Regions from separate parts of the Gossypium hirsutum genome. Here region 2 is linked to region 1. A link is a contact called in public Hi-C data. All regions are on one chromosome and are shown on one strand. Each heading gives the region's core, a stretch centred on a gene start, on an enhancer-like site or on the middle of the called end of the contact. The rest is flanking DNA. Distances are from core to core; before and after follow the strand shown.

Evidence for each region. Hi-C and Micro-C count contacts between places; a contact is called where the count stands out from the background.
Region 2: a Hi-C map of leaf shows a contact between it and region 1, with 1.8 times the contacts expected there. The contact joins the promoter of LOC121208483 here to the promoter of LOC107896932 in region 1. A contact is called at or near these places in 3 of 34 Hi-C or Micro-C datasets (callus and leaf).

What each region holds. Positions count from the first base shown.
Region 1 is chrA10:78,567,690-78,574,552 of Gossypium_hirsutum_v2.1, forward strand. It overlaps LOC107896932 (calmodulin-like protein 7), which reads left to right and starts at 4,175. Exons shown (of 1, transcript XM_016822243.2): 1 at 4,175-5,386. The coding sequence starts at 4,311. The coding sequence ends at 4,961. It overlaps LOC107896931 (protein FAR1-RELATED SEQUENCE 2), which reads right to left. Exons shown (of 3, transcript XM_016822241.2): 3 at 6,805-6,863.
Region 2 is chrA10:78,862,902-78,869,523 of Gossypium_hirsutum_v2.1, forward strand. LOC121208483 (acetolactate synthase 3, chloroplastic) reads left to right here and starts at 1,925. Exons shown (of 1, transcript XM_041079242.1): 1 at 1,925-4,235. The coding sequence starts at 2,000. The coding sequence ends at 3,979. It overlaps LOC121208484 (a long non-coding RNA gene), which reads left to right and starts at 6,331. Exons shown (of 2, transcript XR_005903541.1): 1 at 6,331-6,622.

The sequences.
Region 1 (6,863 bases), core at 2,925-5,424:
GAGCAAAGATAATTATACTATAATGGCAAAAGAACGAAAATTACAAAAGATGGAGATAAAAACTAAACCCTGAAAACCCGAAAACAAAGAACCCTCAAAACGTAAACACAAAATTCTCTAAAAGTGTTATGAGTTCTAATCTCTAATAGGTGTTTTTTTAAGGTTGTAAAAGAGTCTAATCACAGGTCAAATAATAATAAAATAATCTAGACTAATCAGAGTTTGATTGAATCAAATAAACAAAATTTAACTGAAAGATTATTTATCAAATTTAACTGAAATAGGAGTCATACTCAACAGAAACAAACTACATAATAGAAGTCTTCGTAAGCAACTTTACTCTAAGGATGGATGCAAATAATATTCTTCAACCTTTTTATATCCATCAAGGTCAAACTGGTGGAATAATTCCCTATCTTTAGCATTTTGAAAAAGAACTTCCTCAAATACTCAACATCCCCCTCTTGAATGATTAACGTTTGTTGCTATGGACATAATTTCTACAATCCCTATCTTTAATCCTCATATGCCTCTTAATTATTTTTTTCCCTCTTCATTATACATGCAAACAACAAAATAATTTACGACCGTTGATAGTAGACATTAATCCAGTATACAGGTGAATCGGAACATATAACAATAATAGCAGAAAACAAAAGGAAGTAATGGAGGGGAAAAGTAAGATGGGAAAATAATGAGGGCATAACTGTACTGAAGTTAAATGAAACATGATAATCGAATCTAACATTTCCAACAACAATGTAAGATAAGGCAGTCCAAGTGTTAGTTATTGGAAGCCACAGAAGCGCAGAAAAGGGAAAAGACATGAAAGGTGGCGATTGACCTTAGTGGCACCGTGTGCCAAGCCATGATTCATGGAACTTTTTCGCTTCTTTTTTTTTTTCCTTAAATACAGAAGAGTGAAGATTGGATGAAAGACAACCAGACAACAGCTCATGCACACACATCACTTGCATTAATTTATGTTTCCAACACACATAAAATGCCTAACACTCAACTTTTTCCCTATTGTCTCTTTAACATGCAACATTTCAGTGGCTTAGTCAACTCTTCACTCACATTATCAACTTTCTCTTACCTATTTTTATAATTAACTCTTAACAGCTTGCCCTTCTTTAGTTTATCTCTCTTCTTCTTCTATTTTATTTGTTTTTTCAAAATATTACATAACCCTAACCTTTTTTACTACTTAAGTGAATTCATATAATAATTATCCTTTAAATATTTAATAAAGTGATATTTTGTATTATAAAAGGAAATTATGAGCTGGGTGGTTACTGACAGAGGGATAGGGGTAGGGTTAGGGTCAGAATTTAAAGCCTTAATTCTGCCAATTTTGCAATTCGCATTACTACTTTGATGAAACCCAACTGGCAATTAATTGCTATCCATTACATTAATTTGTGGGAAACATGTACCCACATCATATTTAATTATGCACACTGCTGGCTTTTGCCACACTAAATTATTTAATATGTGTGATTTGTTTATTTCTTTTATAATTTTTCATGTTATTTCCATTATAATTATATTTTAGACATATTGATATATATAAATTCCTGCTCAAAGGAGAAGTGATAGGATTTGAACCCGTAATATTTTGTACCCAAAACAAACACGATACTAAGCTGCGCTATATCCTTTTCAATTGGTCTACAATGTCATTGTAGAGAATCCCTATCTTGTTTTTCACACCCTTATTTCATCTATTGATATATAAAACGGATCTTTTTATTTCCTCTTTTTGGTCTCATATCATATAACAATAATAAATGAATATTTTTAGCGGGAATTTTAAGGCGGAAAGAGACCTATTTTGTTTTGCTATTTTAAAAAAGGAAAAATATATATTCATGTGTTCGTCTAATCTATTTGTTCGTTTTGTAACTTGTTAATGCTTATTTAATTGTATTTTTCTTGTCATGTTTAACATTATAAATCTAATTATATAATGTTATGTGTAATGATAAAAATATATATTCAAATTTCAACGATAATTCTAAATATAAAGTATAAAACATTAAAAAGAAACATTACAAATATACTTTCTAATACATTTTTTTAATGTACATGTATTTTTAAAAACATTAAAAAAAACGTAAACTCTAATTATTTTGTTTATGGATTTAATTTTTCTTAAAGGACATTTGAAACTCAGCATATAATTATTTTTTAAGTCTTACACGATTTGCATTTGCAAGTGCCCCTCTTAAAATATATTAAAAATAAATAAAATTAATGTAAAATTGAAATATATGCCTGCCTATATGGTGATTTTTTGTTGTTGTATTTTTTATGTTCATATTTGAGATTTGTGGTTACTTCTCTTAATAATATTATTTTTTAAATTTGAATTTACATGTCCCTTTAGACATACAATATATCTTATCAATGCATCCAGCACTTGTTGGTAATTAAAATATCCATTGATGATAATGTGTCTAAGATGAAAATAATTAGTGCTAATTAAAATATTCGAAATTTTTATTTTATTTTTTTATTTTGATATTTCAAGGGATCTCAATCCTAAAAAATCTATTACCTAAATGCAGATTTGGGCAATTTATGTATTGATGTCATAATCATGCTTAAATTTTTTTTTATATTTATTAAAAACTGTGATATACAAAAATAAAATGTAATAAAAAGTTAGGGTATAACTTACCCGCCCTTAACAGGATGAAATTATTACCACAAACTCACAAATTGAATTATAGGACCAACACTTAATAATTAATTAATAGACAAAAGACAGAAGTTCAATATAATAATACAGAATAATAAAACATGACAACAATATTATACAATATGCAATATGCATAAAATATAATATGTGCAAAAGTCTTTCTACCCAAAAAAGAAAAAGCAAGGTTCAGAATGAAAAGGTAAAAACAACTCTCCTATTGCTCTGGATTTTAATTTAGGATAAATTGTTCATTCTTAAAAAAATAAAATTAATTTAATCTCAGTAAATTTTAAAAATGAATAATTAAAAATAATTATTTATGACAAATAATGTTATTCATCAATTGTGTATAAATTTAATTGACATAATAATAAATTAATCTCTCATCATTTACATATTCTTCAATTCGATCAATATTCTAAAAGAATCATTTGAAAAAATATATAAAATTTTAACAACTAAACAACGTTGAAATATATATATATAAGTCATTAGCTTTAAATATATAGAGAGACCAAATATGTAAACTTTGAAAACTAAATTTGTTAAAAATATATAAAAAATTTAAAATAAATATACTTATATATAACTCATTACCTTTAAATATATATAGAGAGACTGAATGTGTAAAATCTGAAGATTAAATTTATTGAAAAATATAAAAATCATTAGCTTTAATATATATATATATTAACAGTTCGATTTAAATTTTGAAAATTGAAAAATAGATAAACTAAATTCTGAAAATAAAAATATAGAGACTAAATATAAAAAAAAATTGAAGTGTACATGGACTTATATCATATTTTTAACCAAATATAAAAATGCTTTATAGAAAAATCCCTTACGTTTTTTTTTTGAAAAATTATGTTTAAATAAAAGATTGAAAATATTTAAAACAATTAGCAAAAATCACGTTAAGATGGGATGAGACAAGATGAGAATGAATGTCTTATTTTATTGATAGGATTTGTTACCATTTTAGCAACTTTGACAGCTTGGTCAATTACTCGAGATTCACGATTATTTTATTTCTTAATACTAATAAAGTATAGGGATCAAATAGAATCATTTTCTTCTCAAAACTTTTGTTTTTTTTTTTTCATTTGAATTAATTCTCGTTGGGGAAGATTTGATATACCATAGAGGTTGGGTTTTTGTAATAATAAGAGTTACGGGTGATTGTTTTGGAAAGAGCAAAAATCAGTCAAAATCTAAATATAAAAGAAATGGATGTTAGACACAGCGGGAAAGCCAGAGTGGACTAATTCTAGTAAAATTGAGTTCGGAATGACCGTGCTTGAAGAAAACCAAGTCTCAGTCCCACACCTAAAACACGCGTAAACATCCGTTGAGGAAGTAGAGTAGAGTAAAGAAGAATAATAATAATAATAAGGCAACGGTCCCCTCCTTTAAAATTTCCCATTTCTCTAAAGATCCGTTATCAACGGTCCAATTATTTAATTCAACGAAACGCGTTTATTGGAACACACGCCGGCCTAACTATCCTCTAAATACGCTTTCTTTTCCCTTCCAAACTCCTCAACTATTTTTTCTCCCAAATTTGCTTTCCACCGCACAAATATTCGTTTCCCCACTTTCAATGCCCTCTTTTCTCTTTCGGATTTTCTTGCTATACAATCTCCTCCTCGACTATTTGGTCCCCAGAAAGCTCAAATCTTTCCTCTCTCCTTCTTGTACTATCACCACTCCCTTTGTTTCTGTCGGAGGTGAAACCGAAAAGAACCCATCTCCGGCAGTTGCATTGGCATCGGTCTCCCCTCGTTGTCCTCTAAAAAGAATGGACGCTGCTGAGTTGAAGAGAGTGTTCCAATTGTTCGACAAGAACGGAGATGGGTCCATCTCCAAGAAAGAGTTGAACGATTCGTTGGAGAATATGGGTATCTGCATCCCTGATCCTGAATTAACCCAAATGATCGAAAAGATTGATGTCAACGGCGATAAGTGCATCGATATCGACGAGTTCAGTGAGCTGTACCGATCCATTATGGATAATAAGGATGAAGAAGAAGATATGAAGGAAGCTTTCAATGTTTTCGATCAAAACGGTGACGGATACATTTCCGTGGAGGAGTTGAGGTCCGTTTTGGAATCGCTTGGGCTTAAGCAAGGGAAAGGGATCGAAGATTGTAAAAGGATGATAACGAAGGTGGATGTAGACGGTGACGGTAGGGTTAATTTTATGGAATTCAAGCAAATGATGAAAGGAGGTGGCTTTACAGCCATGGCATAAAACATTCCGTCTATATTGGATTTGTAGATAAGCTTGTAAGATCTTCGGGCTGCATTACATTTGTTGGAAAATGGAATCCATAACTTAAGAAAGGGAGAGGATGCAATGGGATGGGAGGAATGGGGGAACAATTTTTATCACCAAAGATTGATAGCAGTATGGTGTTTTTGGTTCCATTTTATTTGGGTTTATTTTTTCAGGATTGTAAGATTGGTTTGGGAATTTGGTGGTTTTATTGTTTCTGTTTCTGAATTTCCCCATTGTCTTTATTTTTTCTAATCTTAATTTCTTTTTTATTCCTCTTATTCCCTTGTGTATATTTGATATGTGATCTGCTTATTTATCATATTTTTATCACTAAGTGTTTCTGTCCTGGTACTTTTATATTAATATTATATGTTTAAATTTACGTATTTTTACATTAATATTATTATCAATATTGATCTAATTGAATTAAGATAAATATTCAAAATAATTACTCATATTACCTTTGTGATTTAGTCAAGAATCAAATATTCTTTTTTGGACATACTCGATTGTACACGCCAACTTTATTTGTGGGTTACAAAATTTAAGTCGAAACAAAAAATTAAAAGGGAAAATAAAGTAAATGCCCCGAATTCTTTCTTCTTCAACCCTAAACCCACTCTAAAATCTTCTTTTACAACTCTTAAAATCCAAAATTTGAGATAATCCACAAATTTCAGGTTGGGGTTATTCTTCTGTTATTTCAAAATTATAATATTTTGTGCATATTTTTGGTTCTAAGATTGATTTTTGTTGTTATTGGAAATTTTAGATGTGGATTAGGGTTTTCTTTTTTTAGTGTATTTTTTTTTGTCTTTTAATTTTAGTCTAACTTTAATTTTTCTTTTGCATTTTCAATCCTAGACAGCATCCACATATGAACACAAATGTAACATCTAATGTTATATGCTTCAAAAAATTGACATTAATAAATTGATATATTTCACATTAGTTTTTGTATTTATTTTAAGAGATAAAAGAAGGGATTGTCCAGATTTGAACTTACGACCTGATGTCAATCAAGATTTAAACGATCCCACAAGACCAGCTAATTGAATTTTGGCATCTTGTTTATGTTTATGGTGTAAGTTGTATAACAATAGCATAATGCAAAACTACTATTAGTGGTGCTGGGTATTCTCTCAAATCAAGCATTGACTACTACAACATTGAGAATTCCAGATTCAACCTTTCCCTCATTCGCTGGTCAAATTCTAAAAGAAGAACGTGAAAGAATAAGTGGCTACTTCTAGAACATGTTCATACATTTGACCTCTGCTCAAATTCCAAACTTGCGGGTAGATTCAGCTTTGATGTGCTTCAAATGACAAGAGTCTTCCACCCTGTTCAGGGTCCATCTCCACTGGTAAACAAATACTGAATTATCTTCCATGTTTGAGAAATTTTCTAACTATAATTATCTCAATGCTTATGAGAGGGCATACGAAGTTTGGGGTAATAAGTCAATCTAGTAATCGGTGTATTGAATCATGTTGGGTCGAAAGGAGGTGGTCTTCAGCCAATATCAAGGACTCATCATTGAAGTTCAAGGAAATTAATATGCAACAAAGCTATTGCGCCAAGGTTCAACTCAAAAAGCCAAATTCAATTCTATTATTGTCGAGTTGAACTTAAGCTTGAGCTATCAACCAAATTGAAATGCTTGCCTCAAGTAGCTTGTGATCCTAATCAAGGTTTTTTTTTTTTTTCTTCTCTAAATTAGTGTTCAAAAGCTCAATTCAAACTCAAACTTGAGTATAAATAATCGAGTTTAAGGTTGCACACAAAAATGAAGCTTATTGGGAAACAAACCTAATTGGCCTAATCAAATGAGCTTCAGCTATTCGATTTTTATGGCAAATTGTTGTTGAGCTT
Region 2 (6,622 bases), core at 675-3,174, 290 kb after region 1:
CCAATTGACTTTCAAGGTCATCACTCATGTTCCCAACATTTTGATTGTTCACTAACAAATCGATAATAAATACAAGGAAAAGTTAATGATTGTCATATCGCTTCAATAATCAAACATATTGCTTCAATAATCAATCACATGGAAACGTGTATCACATTTATTAATGCAAAAGTTGCAAAACCCGCAAAACCGAACCGTTTATTACCATGCGTGTTCCCAACGTATGCTAATCATAAACACCAACTGACCTTTCAAGGTCATCATCATGTTCTCAACGTTATGGCTGCTCACTAACAGACTGACAATAAGTATGTACAAAATTTAATGATTGTCGAATCGCTTCAATATTCAATCACATGGAAACGTGTATCACATTCATTAATGTTAAAGTCACAACTCCCTGAAAATCAGAATGCTTATTACCATGCATGTTCCTAACATATGTTAATTATAAGTACCAGTTGACTTTCAAGGTCACCACTTATGTTCCCAACGTTATGACTGTTACTAGCAAATCGACAATAAATACGAGGAAAAGTTAATGATTGTCATGTCGCTTCAATACTCAGTCACATGAAAATGTATATCACATTTATTAATGCAAAATTCGCAAATCCTTGAAAATCAGAACGCTTATTACCACGCATGTTCCTAACATACGTTAATTATAAGTACCAAATGACTTTCAAGGTCGTCACTCATGTTCCCAACGTTCTGACTGTTCACTAACAAATCAACAATAAATATGAGGAAAAGTTAATGATTGTCACATTGCTTTAATACTCAGTCACATGGAAACGTGTATCAGATTTATTAATGCAAAAGTTGCAAAACCTAAAAAATTGCAACGCTTATTACTACACATGTTCCCAACCTATGCTAATCATAAGCACCATTTGACCTTTCAAGGTCGTCACTCATGTTCCCAATGTTATGGCTGCTCACTAACAACCCGACAATAAATATGTGGAAAAATTAATAATTGTCATATCGCTTCAATACTCAATCACATGGAAACATGTATCACTTTCATTAATGCAAAAGTCACAAAAACCCAAAAATCAAAATGCTTATGACCACACATGTTCCTAACATATGTTGATCATAATACCATTTGACCTTTTAAGGTTGTCACTCATATCTCTAAAATTTACTTATACGTACCCTTCAATGTGTTTAACACACAAACACCTAAAACAAATAAGTCTTGATGAATGTCACTTTGTAATCTCCCTCTCAACTTGGGTGAGGACAATTGTTTAAATAAATCATGTTGCATGAAGAAGCTACCTCACTGCATGAAGAAGCTTACCCAATACAACTAGAAAGCAACCTTAACACTGCATCACACTACTTCACCTAAAGAGATGCTCTTGCCAAATACTATAAGATCATTTACAAAAAGGTCATGCATGTATAGCATTTAGATCGACAACAAGTCACATCAACCTTGCATAATAACCCTTTAACAAGACAACATAGCTTCCAGTCACATCTTAGTGCACTTGTTGACATCTTAGTGCACTTGTTGAGAGTCCTCTGTGACTCAATAATTTCTTTGTTAAGATAGTTTTACACACCCAAACTTTGTTAAATATATTCAAAACCTTAAAACATCTCTCTTAGGCCTTAACCTATCTGATCTAGCTTTCAACATCACTGTGCGAACTACCGTTACCCATCCATTACCTAAACTTGCATCAATGGATTAGATTTCACATAAAAAGCAAATGATTGTTAACGATTTGATTGAGATTTTCAAAACCATGAAATACATGGCCAAAATTATTCAAATTAAAGTAGAAAGACTAATGATGTAACTTGAGTAAAGAACAGGGACTGTTCTTAATATATGACCAAAATGAATAAAACAAGAAGGGCAAAAGGGTAATGTAGGTAAAATCGAAACTTTAAAAGGGAATCACAATCACACTTTTCTTCCCACTCTCGCTCGCCACAGACACCAAAGAAAGGCCTCACCACAAGCCTCTCATCGACAATGGCGGCTGCCACTGCGAACTCCGCTTTGCCTAAGCTTTCTACGTTAACTTCCTCCTTCAAATCTTCCATACCCATTTCCAAATCCAGCCTTCCCTTCTCCACAACCCCTCAAAAGCCCACCCCTTACCGCTCCTTCGACGTTTCCTGCTCTCTTTCTCATGCAAGCTCTAACCCCAGATCCGCCGCCACATCCGTTACCCCAAAAAATGCTCCTCCCCATGATTTCATTTCCAGGTATGCGGATGATGAGCCCCGGAAAGGCGCTGATATCCTGGTGGAAGCCCTGGTTCGTGAAGGGGTCAAGGATGTGTTTGCCTACCCAGGTGGAGCTTCAATGGAGATCCACCAGGCTTTAACCCGCTCAAAAATCATCCGAAATGTCCTTCCGCGACACGAGCAAGGTGGGGTCTTTGCCGCCGAGGGCTACGCGCGCTCCTCTGGCATTCCCGGCGTTTGCATTGCGACGTCTGGCCCTGGGGCAACCAACTTGGTGAGTGGTCTCGCTGATGCAATGCTCGATAGTATCCCTCTCGTGGCGATCACTGGTCAAGTCCCTCGTCGGATGATCGGTACCGATGCTTTCCAGGAAACTCCAATTGTTGAGGTAACAAGGTCTATTACGAAGCATAATTATCTTGTTCTTGATGTGGATGATATTCCTAGGATTGTTAGTGAGGCTTTCTTTTTAGCTTCCTCGGGCAGGCCGGGACCTGTTCTGATTGATGTTCCTAAGGATATACAACAGCAACTTGCTGTTCCTAAATGGAACCATTCTCTTAGATTGCCAGGGTATTTGTCTAGGTTGCCTAAGGCTCCCGGTGAGGCTCATCTCGAACAGATTGTTAGATTGGTTTCTGAGTCTAAGAAGCCTGTTTTATATGTTGGTGGTGGGTGTTTGAACTCTAGTGAGGAGTTGAAGAGGTTTGTTGAGCTTACAGGGATACCTGTTGCAAGTACTTTGATGGGTCTTGGAGCCTTTCCGATTTCGGATGACTTGTCGTTACAAATGCTTGGGATGCACGGAACTGTGTATGCCAATTATGCTGTTGATAAGAGTGATTTGTTGCTTGCTTTTGGAGTGAGATTTGATGATAGGGTGACGGGAAAACTTGAGGCTTTTGCCAGCCGGGCAAAGATTGTGCATATCGATATCGATTCTGCCGAGATTGGGAAGAACAAGCAGCCTCATGTGTCAGTGTGTTCCGATGTGAAATTGGCATTGCAGGGGATAAATAAGATATTGGAGACCAAGGTAGCAAAGCTGAATCTTGATTATTCGGAATGGAGGCAGGAGTTAAACGAGCAGAAGCTGAAATTCCCTTTGAGTTACAAGACCTTTGGTGAAGCTATTCCACCTCAATATGCAATTCAGGTTCTTGATGAATTAACTGGCGGGAATGCAATTATAAGTACTGGTGTTGGTCAGCATCAAATGTGGGCTGCTCAATTTTACAAGTATAAGAAGCCTCGTCAATGGTTAACATCTGGGGGATTGGGTGCTATGGGATTTGGATTGCCTGCTGCTATTGGAGCTGCCGTTGCAAACCCAGAGGCAGTCGTTGTAGACATCGATGGTGATGGAAGTTTTATCATGAACGTGCAAGAGTTGGCGACTATCCGTGTGGAAAATCTTCCGGTTAAGATATTATTGTTGAATAATCAGCATTTGGGTATGGTTGTTCAATGGGAGGACCGGTTTTACAAGGCAAACAGGGCTCATACATACTTGGGAGACCCATCCAACGAGTCGGAAATATTCCCAAATATGTTGAAATTTGCTGAAGCATGCGGGATACCAGCTGCCCGGGTGACAAAGAAAGAAGATCTAAAAGCAGCAATGCAGAAAATGTTGGACACTCCTGGACCTTACTTGTTGGATGTGATTGTCCCACATCAAGAACATGTCCTGCCTATGATCCCCAGTGGAGGGGCTTTCAAAGATGTGATCACAGAGGGTGATGGAAGAACACAATATTGACCTCAATGAGCATCAAATGGTCTTTTTTGGGTAATGTATGTAATGAATGAGGGTGGGTTATGGGGGCTTAGTTTCTGAGTTATGGAACATAGTTTTTCTATGCTTTTAAAAACAACCAATTAGGTTTTCAGTTTGGTCTTATGCAAGTCTTGTAGGTCTTTAGTCTAGTAATGTTATGTAATGGGCGAATCTAAACTTGTTTTTGTTAGAATGATGAATGCTTTCGTTATAATATAAATATAAATAAGTTCAAATATTTTTCCAACTCTCAATATTTCTAATTTAAATTAACATCAGATTTAGTGGTCATGCAATGTAAAAGTGGTACAAAACTACGTACATGAAGATATCAGTGGGTTTGTGATTATTGAGAGAAAGAAGGGAGCTATGAGGTGCATATTATCAGCAATTTATTCTTCTTGTGATAGGTTAATTTATTAGGTGGGGAAACCCTTGATACGGAGCCATTGCCTAAAACATGTATCGCCCTTTTCTGCCCCATATATGGATATACAACTTTTCCCCTTTCCCAAGCTCAACTGCACCCAATTGTAAGTTTCCAGTCAATCACGACCCAGATCTTTTTTATATTTAGGTTGGGCTAGTTACAAATATTTTCTTATAATTAAATTTAAATGAATTTTGGCTAAACTACATATGTCATCTAATTAAAAAAAATTCTCATTTTAAGCATTTAATTTAATTTTTTTACAATTTAAGCACTATATTATATAGTTCGTTCATTTTAACCAGAAAACTCTAATGAAAATATGAAGGGGAACTATTTCTAAAAATTTTATTTTCTATATAATTTAAGTAAATAAAATTTTATCATTTTAGTCCCAATCTTTTAAAAAAGAAACTTCTTTTTTCACATTCCCAATTTCCTATCACCAAAAAAAAAAAAAAACCCAAATCCATAGATATCTCTTTTTGTGATTTGTTTTAATCAACATGCCTATTTCTATTGATTCATTTTTCCCTTTTCAAGTTTCAATCTCGTTTGATTTGTAAGCTTCTTCTCTTTCAAACTTTTTTTGTCAGCAAAATGATTGATTCCTTTTTCTAAAACATCACCAACTTCTTCCCCGTCCATATTTCTTCCATGTTCTTCAACTCATCTTCTTTAAGCTTATTATTATTATTATTATTTAAAGCCAAAAAAAAAAATGATGAAAAAAGGTATATTTTCAAAGGAAAAGAAATCAAGAAAATTGAATACATCTTTTGAGCTGGTCTTATTTCTACAGAGTTTGTTGTGGACGAAGGTTATGTTTGAGGTCGCTATTTTTTGATTTATCTTGTCGTTTTTTCAAATTTCTTTTGTTTATTTTTTATATTCCTATGTTAAAATTCGAGGAGCAGGATGGCCTTTGAATTACTAGGGATTTTCAGGTATTTAATTATTATTTTTTTCTTTATTTTGGTTAATAATTAGTATTGAGAAATTTATATTTTAGTCCTTTAAAGTGGTCTGCAACACTTATGACGTGGTAAATTGTGTCATGTGGTATCCAATAATTAGTTCACGTGTCAAAAAAAATACCATGTTAGATTCGTGTTAGAGTTTTTAACAAGAATGATCAAAATGAACAAACTATATAATTTGAGTGTCTAAATTGTAAATTTTTTATTTTGAATGCTTATGAGATTTTTTTTTAATAGTGGAGTGACTATTTGCATGGTTTACCCATTGATTTTTTAGAAGTAAGTATTACAAGTTTTCCATTTAAGGTCTTGACGGACAATTAAGTGGTGATGTGATATTTGATATTTGATGTAAAAAAATGTTAAAATGGAGGATTTAATTAATTTTTAATTATTTTATAAGGTGTTAATTGATTTTTTAAAATTATTTTAAAAGTGTCTAAATGATTTTTAATTATTTAATCATAAAAATTATTAACATATTATAAAATCTATAAGGATTATTAAAAATTTAGAAAAATTATAAAAGTTAAATATTATAAAATATTATTAATATGTTATGAAGAATATGAAAATACTATATAGATAATATAAAAATTTAGAAATTTATAGAATTTAAAAGAATATATAAAAACTAAAAAAAAATTTATTAAAAGTAATAAAAAGTTATAAAATTGTAAAAAAAATTTGGTATTTTGAAAGTTTTGGATTTGGAAAAATAATTGTAAGGGAATGGAAGGTTAAGGAAAGAGGATGATATGTTTATTTTGTTTGGATAGTTAAAAGTAATAAAGGAAAGGAAAGTGAAAGAATTTTCGCTACTTTTATTTGGTTAAACGATTATTTATAATTATATCTTTCTTATAAAATAAGTAAAAAATGATACTTTACATTTTAAAGGAAACATCACTTTTCTTTATCTAGCTTTTTTCCCAAATTAAGGTAGAAAATAAAGAATATTCAACTCAATTTTTTTTTTATTACTTTCCTTTCCTTACCCTTGTTTTTTATTTATTTTTTAAAATTAAATAGTTGACATCGAGAAAACAAATGAAACCAAATGTTTCCCCAGCAAACAAATATCAGAAAACAACAAGTGATCAACAAAACCAAAAAAAAACAAACTGAGAAGAAAAAACCAAACAACACTACAGTTTCTCCCTTGAAACCCTAAAGCCATGAATCCAACTGATAAACCTCTCTAAAAACCAGCAA